2 separate regions of the Mus musculus genome follow, and region 2 is linked to region 1. The links are chromatin contacts, called in public promoter capture Hi-C maps. All regions are on one chromosome and are shown on one strand. Each heading gives the region's core, a stretch centred on a gene start, on an enhancer-like site or on the middle of the called end of the contact. The rest is flanking DNA. Distances are from core to core; before and after follow the strand shown. Region 1 holds the start of Cadps2 (Ca2+-dependent activator protein for secretion 2). Region 2 holds the start of Slc13a1 (solute carrier family 13 (sodium/sulfate symporters), member 1).

The links. Promoter capture Hi-C pulls out the DNA fragments that hold promoters and counts their contacts.
Region 2: a contact with region 1 is called in a promoter capture Hi-C map of hippocampal neurons, with 2.5 times the contacts expected there. The contact joins the promoter of Slc13a1 here to the promoter of Cadps2 in region 1. A contact is called at or near these places in 8 of 39 promoter capture datasets (the 3T3-L1 cell line, cranial neural crest, frontonasal cranial neural crest and 4 more) and 1 of 484 Hi-C or Micro-C datasets (brain).

Annotation. Positions count from the first base shown.
Region 1 is chr6:23,836,663-23,841,539 of GRCm38.p6, reverse strand. It overlaps Cadps2 (Ca2+-dependent activator protein for secretion 2), which reads left to right and starts at 2,119. Exons shown (of 30, transcript NM_153163.4): 1 at 2,119-2,750. The coding sequence starts at 2,403.
Region 2 is chr6:24,166,505-24,170,954 of GRCm38.p6, reverse strand. Slc13a1 (solute carrier family 13 (sodium/sulfate symporters), member 1) reads left to right here and starts at 2,863. Exons shown (of 15, transcript NM_019481.2): 1 at 2,863-2,989. The coding sequence starts at 2,891.

The DNA of each region.
Region 1 (4,877 bases), core at 870-3,369:
TGAATATTTAAATTATGCCTTTTATTTTCATCTTCTTGGAGAAAAGACTACTACATGCTTTTCTGTGGGATCTCCAAAGCTTGGGGATCTTCGAGTTCTAATAATTTTTCACAGGAAAAAAATAAGCATCAAATGGAGAGAAAGTACTCAGCTGTCACACCAAGTAATAGTAGTAGTGACTAATAAAACTGAAAGATACTCTGGAAAGAAAGTAAAGAAAGGAACGACTGATTAAACCAGCACTCTTATGCCTTTCAGAATTGTATCCCCAGCTTAATCAACACTACATTTTAATGTACTGATTTACAATCAAGAGAAATTACAACAGAAAAGACTGCTCCTAGAAATGAGAGCCCATGGGGAGTCCATCAGGGGCTGGTGCTGTAGCCTCAGGTTCCATATGTGTACTGTAGAACTGAAAATAAATAGTGGAGGTAATGCTTGTAGAGTTTAGAGCAAAATCTGGTACAAAGGGCAATCATCAGAATAGTGCCACCTAACCAGGCAGTTGTGGCGCATGCCTTTAACCCCAGCACTTGGGAGGCAGGGGCAGGCAGATTTCTGGGTTCAAGGCCAGCCTGGTCTACAGAGTGAGTTCCAGGACAGCCAGGGCTATACAGAGAAACCCTGTCTCGAAAATCTCCCTCCTCCAAAAATAAAATATAAAAAAAAATAGTGTCGTTAATAATGTCACCTATCTGCCTTAGGAGGTTACTTTGATAATCACTTTGGATAAATACTCTCACAGAGTTTTGCAAAAAGTCTTCAAATACATCAATTTTAATATATGTACACACACACACACACACACACACACACACACACACACATATATATATATTTTTTCCTTACCATTGACCATCAGCTAGTAGGCATGAAACATTTTTTATTACTAAGGGACCAAAATCAAGGATTAACTAATGGAGAAGGCTCCCTAGGAGTAAATGCCCTCTTTTTTCTCCATTGAGGGACAGCATCAGTAGATGCAGAAGGAAAGTGTTTTTGTGTATCTAACCACCAAATGGCCTGGAAAAGTTTAAACTGCGGCTTGGCCCTGGGACAGAGAAGCTCAGGGCTGGTGGGTGCTTAATTTGTCCTGTTAATTCCCTGGAGATCTGCATCCTCCTTGCTGGAATGCCACCGCACACTGTTCCATGTGTTGAATGCCTGTTTTGTGCATTTCCCCTTCTGTCTGAGCTCAGGACAGAAGTTACAGAATGGCAAAAGAAACTGCGAGGCAGTTCTAGCATCGAGAAAATCGGCGCAGATAATTCAGCCTTCAGGTGCCGCTATGAGACGCCCACTTGAGGCCAGGAAAGAGAGCGACTTTGTGTTGTGTGCCCTCGCTTGTGCCTCTGTCATAAGCTAACAATGCTGGACACCGGCCTTCTCTCGGGTGTTTGTTGAATGTCTGTCCACCCAAAACAACCTGTTTTGTTTGAGTCAGTTCTATCTCAACATAGGAAACAACTGAGCTGTGTTTGTCAGAGTTTCATTTTTCAAACGTAAAATCTAATTTGCTCGCGGGTTTGCCGGAAACAACAGGAATACCTACCAGTTTAAAAGACCCCACCCCACCCCGGACCGGACCGGCCGCTGCGCCAACTTTTCTTTTAATGCCCGTGCTGTGACGATTACAATTTGGACTTCTTGGAGAGTGTCCCACTGCAACGAAGGGAGAGAGACTTTTTTCAAGTCTCCTAGAAAGAATAATACTTCGAGGGGAAGGCAGCCGGTCCCACTTTTCAGCACTCAGGTTTCACAAATCAGGTCCCAGCACTGTCCGGAGCTCTCTCTTGGAGACTGTGTTTGTTCCCCGTCCCTATCCCGCCGCCACCCCTACAGAAAGCCTGCAGGACTACTGGGTGCATGGTGGCCCGGGGTCGTCTGTGCTCGTCTGGGCTCGGCATCACCCGCCCTCTGCAAACTGCGCGCTCCGGGGCGCCCGGCACACCCGCCGCCCGGTCCAGGCGGTGGCGGGCGCGGCGGCGCGCGCACGCGCACTTCGCGTCCCCGCGTCCGCTCCTCGACATTCCGTTCCACGTGTTGCTCGGGAGGCGCCACAGGTTCCTCACCTGCGCGGGCGGCGGGGGTCGGCGGCGGGGCTGGGCGCGCGCGCGGGCTGGACGCCCGAGGCTGGGCGCGCGGTCCCCGGGCGCCCCGAGCGCCCCCGCGCTAACTCCGCCTCTCGCCTCCCGCCGCTCCGCTCGCCCGCCCCGCGTCCTGGCCGCGGCAAACACTCGGGCGCCGAACTCGACGTGTCCGGAAAGCCCGGGCCACTTTCCCTTTCGTTCTGCGGCCGCGGCGCACCGACCTAGGTTCCCGCGGACCCGCGGGGACAGCTGCGCTCGGCGAGAAGCCCCAGGGATCGCGGGCCAAGCCCAGGCGTCCCAGCCAGCACCATGCTCGACCCGTCTTCCAGCGAGGAGGAGTCGGACGAGGGGCTGGAGGAGGAGAGCCGCGAGGTGTTGGTGGCGCCGGGCGTCTCCCAGCGAGCGCCGCCGGCCGCGGCTCGGGAAGGGCGGCGGGACGCGCCGGGACGCTCCGGTGGTGGCAGCGGCGGCGGAGCGGCCAGACCCGTGAGCCCGAGCCCCTCGGTACTCAGCGAGGGGCGAAATGAGCCCGAGCTGCAGCTGGACGAGGAGCAGGAGCGGCGCATCCGCCTGCAGCTCTACGTCTTCGTGGTGAGGTGCATCGCGTACCCATTCAACGCCAAGCAGCCCACCGACATGGCCCGGAGGCAGCAGAAGGTGAGTGGCGGCGGGACTGGGAGCCTCCCGCGGCCACTTACCCCTCTCATCCTCCCGCCCCCGGGGGCTTTCTCCTGGGAGAGTTCAGGGCACCTGCTGCCGTCCTTCTGCGAAGGGCTGGACACTATTTTAGTAGGTCTTTGAGGGGTGTCTGGGACAGGTTGGAGTGCTTAGGTCTTTAACCCCAGCCGGAGCTAACCAGAGCTGGCCTGAACTGGCAGGAGCTGGCAGCTGCACCTCACCATCCCCAAGACATGGACTGATCAGCTGATCCCACCTTGCAGGTCCTGCAGTAATTAAACCTGGGCAGATTAGGTTGGGACAGGGTTAGAATACAACTCGCAACAACTTTAATTTGGGCTGCTGTGGGGTGTATGAGCTGGGCTTTGCCCTTAAGACAGACTGAGTGTGTAGCTAGATGAAGCAGGTGGAACACGGATACTTTCCCATAACAGAGAAATCTCCACTAGGGCAAGGGACTAGACATTTTCTTGGTGAATTAAAAGCAAAGTTATATTGCTAAGTTTTCTGTGTGGCTAAACAATCAGGGCATGACATGCAAACAGCGAGGAAGCTATGCATCCAGAGAGGCTATGAGTAATTCTAGGCCATGGCAGGCTTAATGAAGTCCACTGTTAATGACAGGTGAAGGACTAGCTAATGCTTTGCTTATGGCTCCTTCCCTAAAGATTTACAGAAGTTCTGTCAGATAAAATGTCTCCCTTAGTTGTTTTAAAACGGGACCCCAGAAATCTGATATTCTGTACCATACACAAAAGGAACAACTTCAATCACCTTAATTGGGTAAATGTGTAGAATAGAAACCCTTAATAGTCAGGGAAACCCTTTAGTGGAATAAATACTGAGCCTGAAATGCTCTGAAGAAATCTGTAACAGTCCCTTCCGCTTGTGGCGCGGGTGGGGATTGCCCAGAGCATACCTACATATACAGTCCTTCATCACTGTCCTGAAATAGTAACTCCTGCATGTGAGACCTTTCTTTTAGAAATTTGGCAACCTTTTGAATTGACTTTTAAAATAAAACTGTAGACCAGAGGAAGCAGTTTCCCATCATGCATCCTACCAAAACCGTCCTATTCACGTTTGTTCGTTCAATATTTCATCTTTTTTTTAAAGTCCGACATGTAAAAAAGCTGTGCGTAGCTACTGAATGCAACATCTTGAGTTTAGGGAGAGGTGGACAACTGTGAGTTTGCCTGAGGTGAACGATACTGTATAAAAATTTCCAAGAGGATAGCTCTTAAGTGTTCTTCCCAACTTCACAAAATCAGAGCCAACTGAGCAGCTATTCTGGAACGATCATTCTCTTGAGTGGTTTGGGGACATTTCTTTACTACTGAAGGCTAATCACAGAAGCTCCTCAGGTAGCCCAGCCTTCTAGCTCATAGGACAGTGGGCAGATAGAGACCTAACTAGCTCTAGGCAGTCTCCTCTTGCTATCGGAGAGAAGTGGGTCAGGGTAGCATTTCCCAGTAAGAGCCACTTGGCATGGCTGAAGTTGCAACCCTTCAGGTGAAGGGTGAGTCTCTTGGGGTGTATGGTGAGCCTGGGATTCCACTCCTACCCAGGGCCATCCATCCGTATGTGCTGCGTGTGTAGAGTGTGTAACAGCTCTGTCCGTTCAGCAGATGCTAACCTCAGTACTCGTTCTTAAACCGAGTGTGGGTTTTATATTTATGTTGTGGTAGGAGTCTGTACAAAATATATGAGTGTCATCCAGTATCTAGTTTCATCTTACACATGACATTTTAGTTTATATTTCAGTATATTAATATGTAAAAATCATTATCTGGTAAAAATCAAGAGGCTGTTTGTGTTTGGAATAGGCTCCCTCTAGGCTCCCTTTGAAGAAAGTCATTGGCTCCTGGTTCATTTCTGCTGTGCCTACTTGTAGTCTGTGAGGGACGGGGCCTCTCCCGTGGCTCTACAAATAATGTAACTCTCCTGGCTCTTCCTGTTTAAATAGAATGTTTGTTTCTCTAGAAATTATTTCAGTTGGCAAGCAGGTGTACTCACAATGCTACTGAGGAAACTGTTGATGTAATGTTACTCTGACATTACTAAAATAAACCCAACTTCAGGAGAGGAGAGAAACACTGCATGCGC
Region 2 (4,450 bases), core at 1,614-4,113, 330 kb before region 1:
AATAAGTAGTCAATATTGTAGATAGATGGCATCATGAAAAGGAAGAATAGAGTCAGAAAGAGATGGATTCAAGTCATCACTCTGTCAGTTGATTTCTGGCACATTTAAACTCACCTCTTTGAATCTGAGTTTTCACAAAACATAAATAGTGGAAGCAAATACAATACAAAAGTTCATGTCTTGTATTTGTGTGTGTTCATGTTACTGGAGACTGAGCCTGGAGACCCATGATTGTTAGGCAAGGACTCTACTGCTGAGTTATTATCCACCCTCTTTATGTTTTTTAATACTGAGACAGGGTCTCACTAAATTGTCTTAAGCTCACTCTGTAGTTCAGAATGTCCTTGACTTAAAATCCTCCTGCTTGAGCATCTCAAGTTGCTGTGCTACATGCCTGGACTATATTAGGTTTTGAAAATTAAATGGGGTAGAGACTGTAAAATCCCTAGTGCACAGTAGAAGATGGTGTGCAAGGCAACAGCATTAGTAATTTTTAAAAAAAAAATTTGAACAAAATGAGTTTTAAATTAACTGACAATCGCCTGTTGTTACAACTTATTTCATATCTAGCACAATTATACATTAAAGCAACTACAGCATGCCACAAGACGTTTAGTTTCTCTGCATAAGAAAGTTAAAATTCGACCCAGTGAACTAACCTGTCTTTGCCTTGAAACTGGCTAACAACAGGGTGCAATTTGCAGAGTGTCTTGAGGTATGTTCTCTAGAAGCTCCAAATAGCTTGGCGTTTCATTCCCTGGTGAGTCCTGAGTGACATTTATCGCCTACTAATCCTAATTACTTTGTCAGATCTCTTCTCTCTCTGACAGCAAGAGAGTATGGCTGAAGTTAGGAGAATGGCTGTGTGGCTGAGGGTGGGCATTTTGGAATTATGGGATGAAACTTCTTGTGCAGGCGCCCACAGAAGACAGGTCCAGCTGTAGTTCCAGGTCACAGAATGAGGGTCCTGAGGACCTTCCTATGGGGAGAAACGGTCGCCATAAGAGAGCAGAGGCATGGGCAAGCATCAAGTGCTCTTGTTTGGCTTCTGTCTGACATGTCACCTACCTGACACTATGCATAGGTCTTCACTTCTGTTAAGTGGCACATAAATGCCTTTCCATTTTTTGATATCATTTCACAAAGTGATGTCCTCCGAGATGAGAAAGTGAAGTTCAAATGGTCACAGCAGGCGGCCTAAGAAAATCCGAGAGCTAAAGTGTTTCCTTCAAAAACTAGAAAAAAAGGAAGAGCACGTGATGAACTATTCAGGGTATTATTGGGGAAAAATAAGAATAATTCTGAGCAGCTCAGTTCCTTTAATCTCTTCTTAATAGTCTTTATTATTGCTGCTTTGTGGGTAGTCATTATTATATTTCTATTGTTATTCAGATGGCAATCACCCTTTCTTTCATCTGTGAATTTGTTTTATGTAATGAACCATTATTATTCAGAAACTCTTTTCTATTTACCTCTCTTGTTTTCCTGAATCACTGTGTATAAGTTGCCTGGAAATTTATCATTTTAAAGGGGAAAATACTTATTCACACTAACTCAGGGGCTATTATTGAAAGGAATAGTTTTCCTTGGCACAAAAATAAAGCAGAGTCAACACTAATATGGAATTAGAAGTCACATCTAAATGATAACCATATGTTATATAATAGTGAAGTCTGTGTCAAGAGGAATTTACTATAAAGTTCAGGAGCTCTGGTGGGGTGCTTTGTTAACACCTAAGGATGAGTTCAAAGTTGCTAACTTGAGCTTTTGTGGGCAATTCATATTTTACAACACACAAGACAATCCCTAGCCACACCTTCTCTATATTGTAACATTTTTCATCTTTACCTACATACACACATGATGGCTCTCATGCAAGCACACATGCACACACAGCCCTCGAGTGACCTTCCTGATTTATCTCTGTACAATTCCCTTGATAATTATGTAACTAATATCAGTACAATAATATCATTTCAAATGCATAAAGTTCCTAAAGGAGAATGTTTATATAAGGTTCACTTTTTGTTTCCTACCAAGAAAAGGTATTAAGATCTCTAAAAGACACAATGTACTTTGCTTTTAAAGTAAAAGGAAAAATTGCCATCAATTTTTCAGAATGCTGACTCAAGTCCACAACCCAAGAAGCCCCAGGAAAAGCCATCAGTATCAAACATCCTCTTTTATCCACTCCCCTGCACTGAAATCCATGCACTTGGAGCTGCTATTACACCTTAGACAGTGAAGTATACTTTCTTAGATAGGACTCTGGACACAGTCTGTGCTGAAATACTGGGGGTATCACAATAGTGCTGACAATTTCAGCTAGAAGAAGCCAGGGTTCATCAAAAGGGGCAGAGGGGATTAAGTGTGAACAAAGTCAGTTAATTTCATTCATGATCTGATCTTACCTTCTCCTGGTCTTTCAAGGCTATAGCCCAATTATTGTGCACCAAGAAAGAAAGATAGAAAGAGAAAGAGAGGAAGAGAGGAAGAAAGAAAAAGAGAGAGAGAGAAAGAAAGAAAGAAAGAAAGAAAGAAAGAAAGGAAGGAAGGAAGGAAGGAAGGAAGGAAGGAAGAGAAAACGGAGGAACAGGAGAGAGAGAGAGAGAGAGAGAGAGAGAGAGAGAGAGAGAAAGAGAGAGAATCTGTATTACTTTTTATAAATCACATAAGCAAATGGTCTTTGAGTCCTTAAGTACTCTTGGGCTTATCTCTTTCTTTAAATTGTGATAGTAAAACAATAAAACTGAGATTTAATTTTAACTAACATTGGTCTGTCTGAGGCGGTAAGTAAAGATGGTGAGGTAGAGAAATATTAATCCAGGCTGGTTATTTAACATCTGCCTGAGTGTGAGGAGGATACTGTTGAAGGCACCTGCTCAGGACAATGAAGCTCCTCAATTATGCTTTGGTCTATCGCCGCTTTCTCCTTGTGGTTTTCACTATTTTGGTTTTCTTGCCACTCCCTCTCATCATCCGCACCAAGGTAAGCAAGCTTGGAGCACACACAGGCACATGGCTTGGGCTGTGCCATGGGTTGTCCTTCGATGTTGATCATGGTCTGGCTCAAAGTTGAAGGAATGGTAATACTTTCTGCTTGTTTATACATTGTACTTGCCTGTTTTCTTCATTTTTAATGGTTGGTATTATTTTCATCTGGTCATTATTAAGTGGAATAACTAGACATAATAATCAATGAGATTTGTTCTCCACCTATCAACTAGATGAAAGAAAGAACAAAAGAAACATAACCCTTTAGATCTCTCAAGTTCTCAGCCTCCAGGGAGCATCATGGGTAACGATCTCTTCCCCCAGGAATAAGCAATTATATATTTCTATATAAAGGACTCGCAGGGATACCCAGCTTTGTGACATTGTGATATGATGTTGTTGTCAGCTACAAATATGTTGTGTTGTAGTCATTGTTATTCTAGGATGCAGGAGCCCCAAGGGCTTGCAGGTTACACAGCCCTAGACAGAACAATTGGCAAAGTAAGGTCTAGAGATACTTACAGAGCTGTCAGCTCTGTGGCTTAGAGTCAGCCACAAAACTTCCCAGAAATTTAATTTCCTTCTGGAACAGAGACATCAAAGTTGTGAAGTTATGTTCCAGGTTAATCAGAAAATGTAGTAAGTCATCGCTTTGCTCACTTCAGATTTTCGTGTACATATGTTGGCATACTTACAAATATCTTTCAGTTTCCTTTTGAAAAGAATCAGTCTATTAAGCCCAGACTATTAAGCTCAGTGAATTTTCCACGTTTTGGTGATGTGGTCTGAACAAGCAAACACTCAGTGAGCGCCTTTGTATTAGGACTGTAGAAGTGTGAGCTGGTGATAGCAGAACAGGTGCTAGAGACAGGCTCCCTGCTTGAGATGCCATAGTTAGCATTTGCAAGCTGTGTGACCTGAGCAACTTACGTAACCTTCCTGTACTTCTGCTTTCTCAGAAGAGCGGGATCATGGCAGGCTTGTTGTGAGCACTAGATGAGTCATTACTCACCAAACAGAGCGGGGTTTTCCTAGTCTCCCTTCATGTGCTGCCTATACAGCTAGGGGAATTCTTACCCTCCCTAGGCGTGCAGTCCCTCCACTCAGTAGAAGAGAACCCAGCTGATGCTCTTTAGCCATTAGTACTGTTGTATTAATAAAATAGAATAATTACGGTACATTGGGTACCCTAGCTTCCCGCAGAAGTCTTAGCCACCTAACTGGAAAATCCCTGAAGGAAATTCACGTGCAGTAATAGAATGCTCAGCCAGATTTCATCTTACTGTAGCTTTCTGCACTTGATTCCCACCCAGGAGACTAGGCAGCTATGTGACCCTGGTGCATGGACCAGATAACAGAATTGACTCGTACATACAGGGTTCCAATACAGCTCCTCCTCTCACCATTTCTAGGTCTGTTACTTCATCTATTATGCACAATAACTTCTTTACAAGCT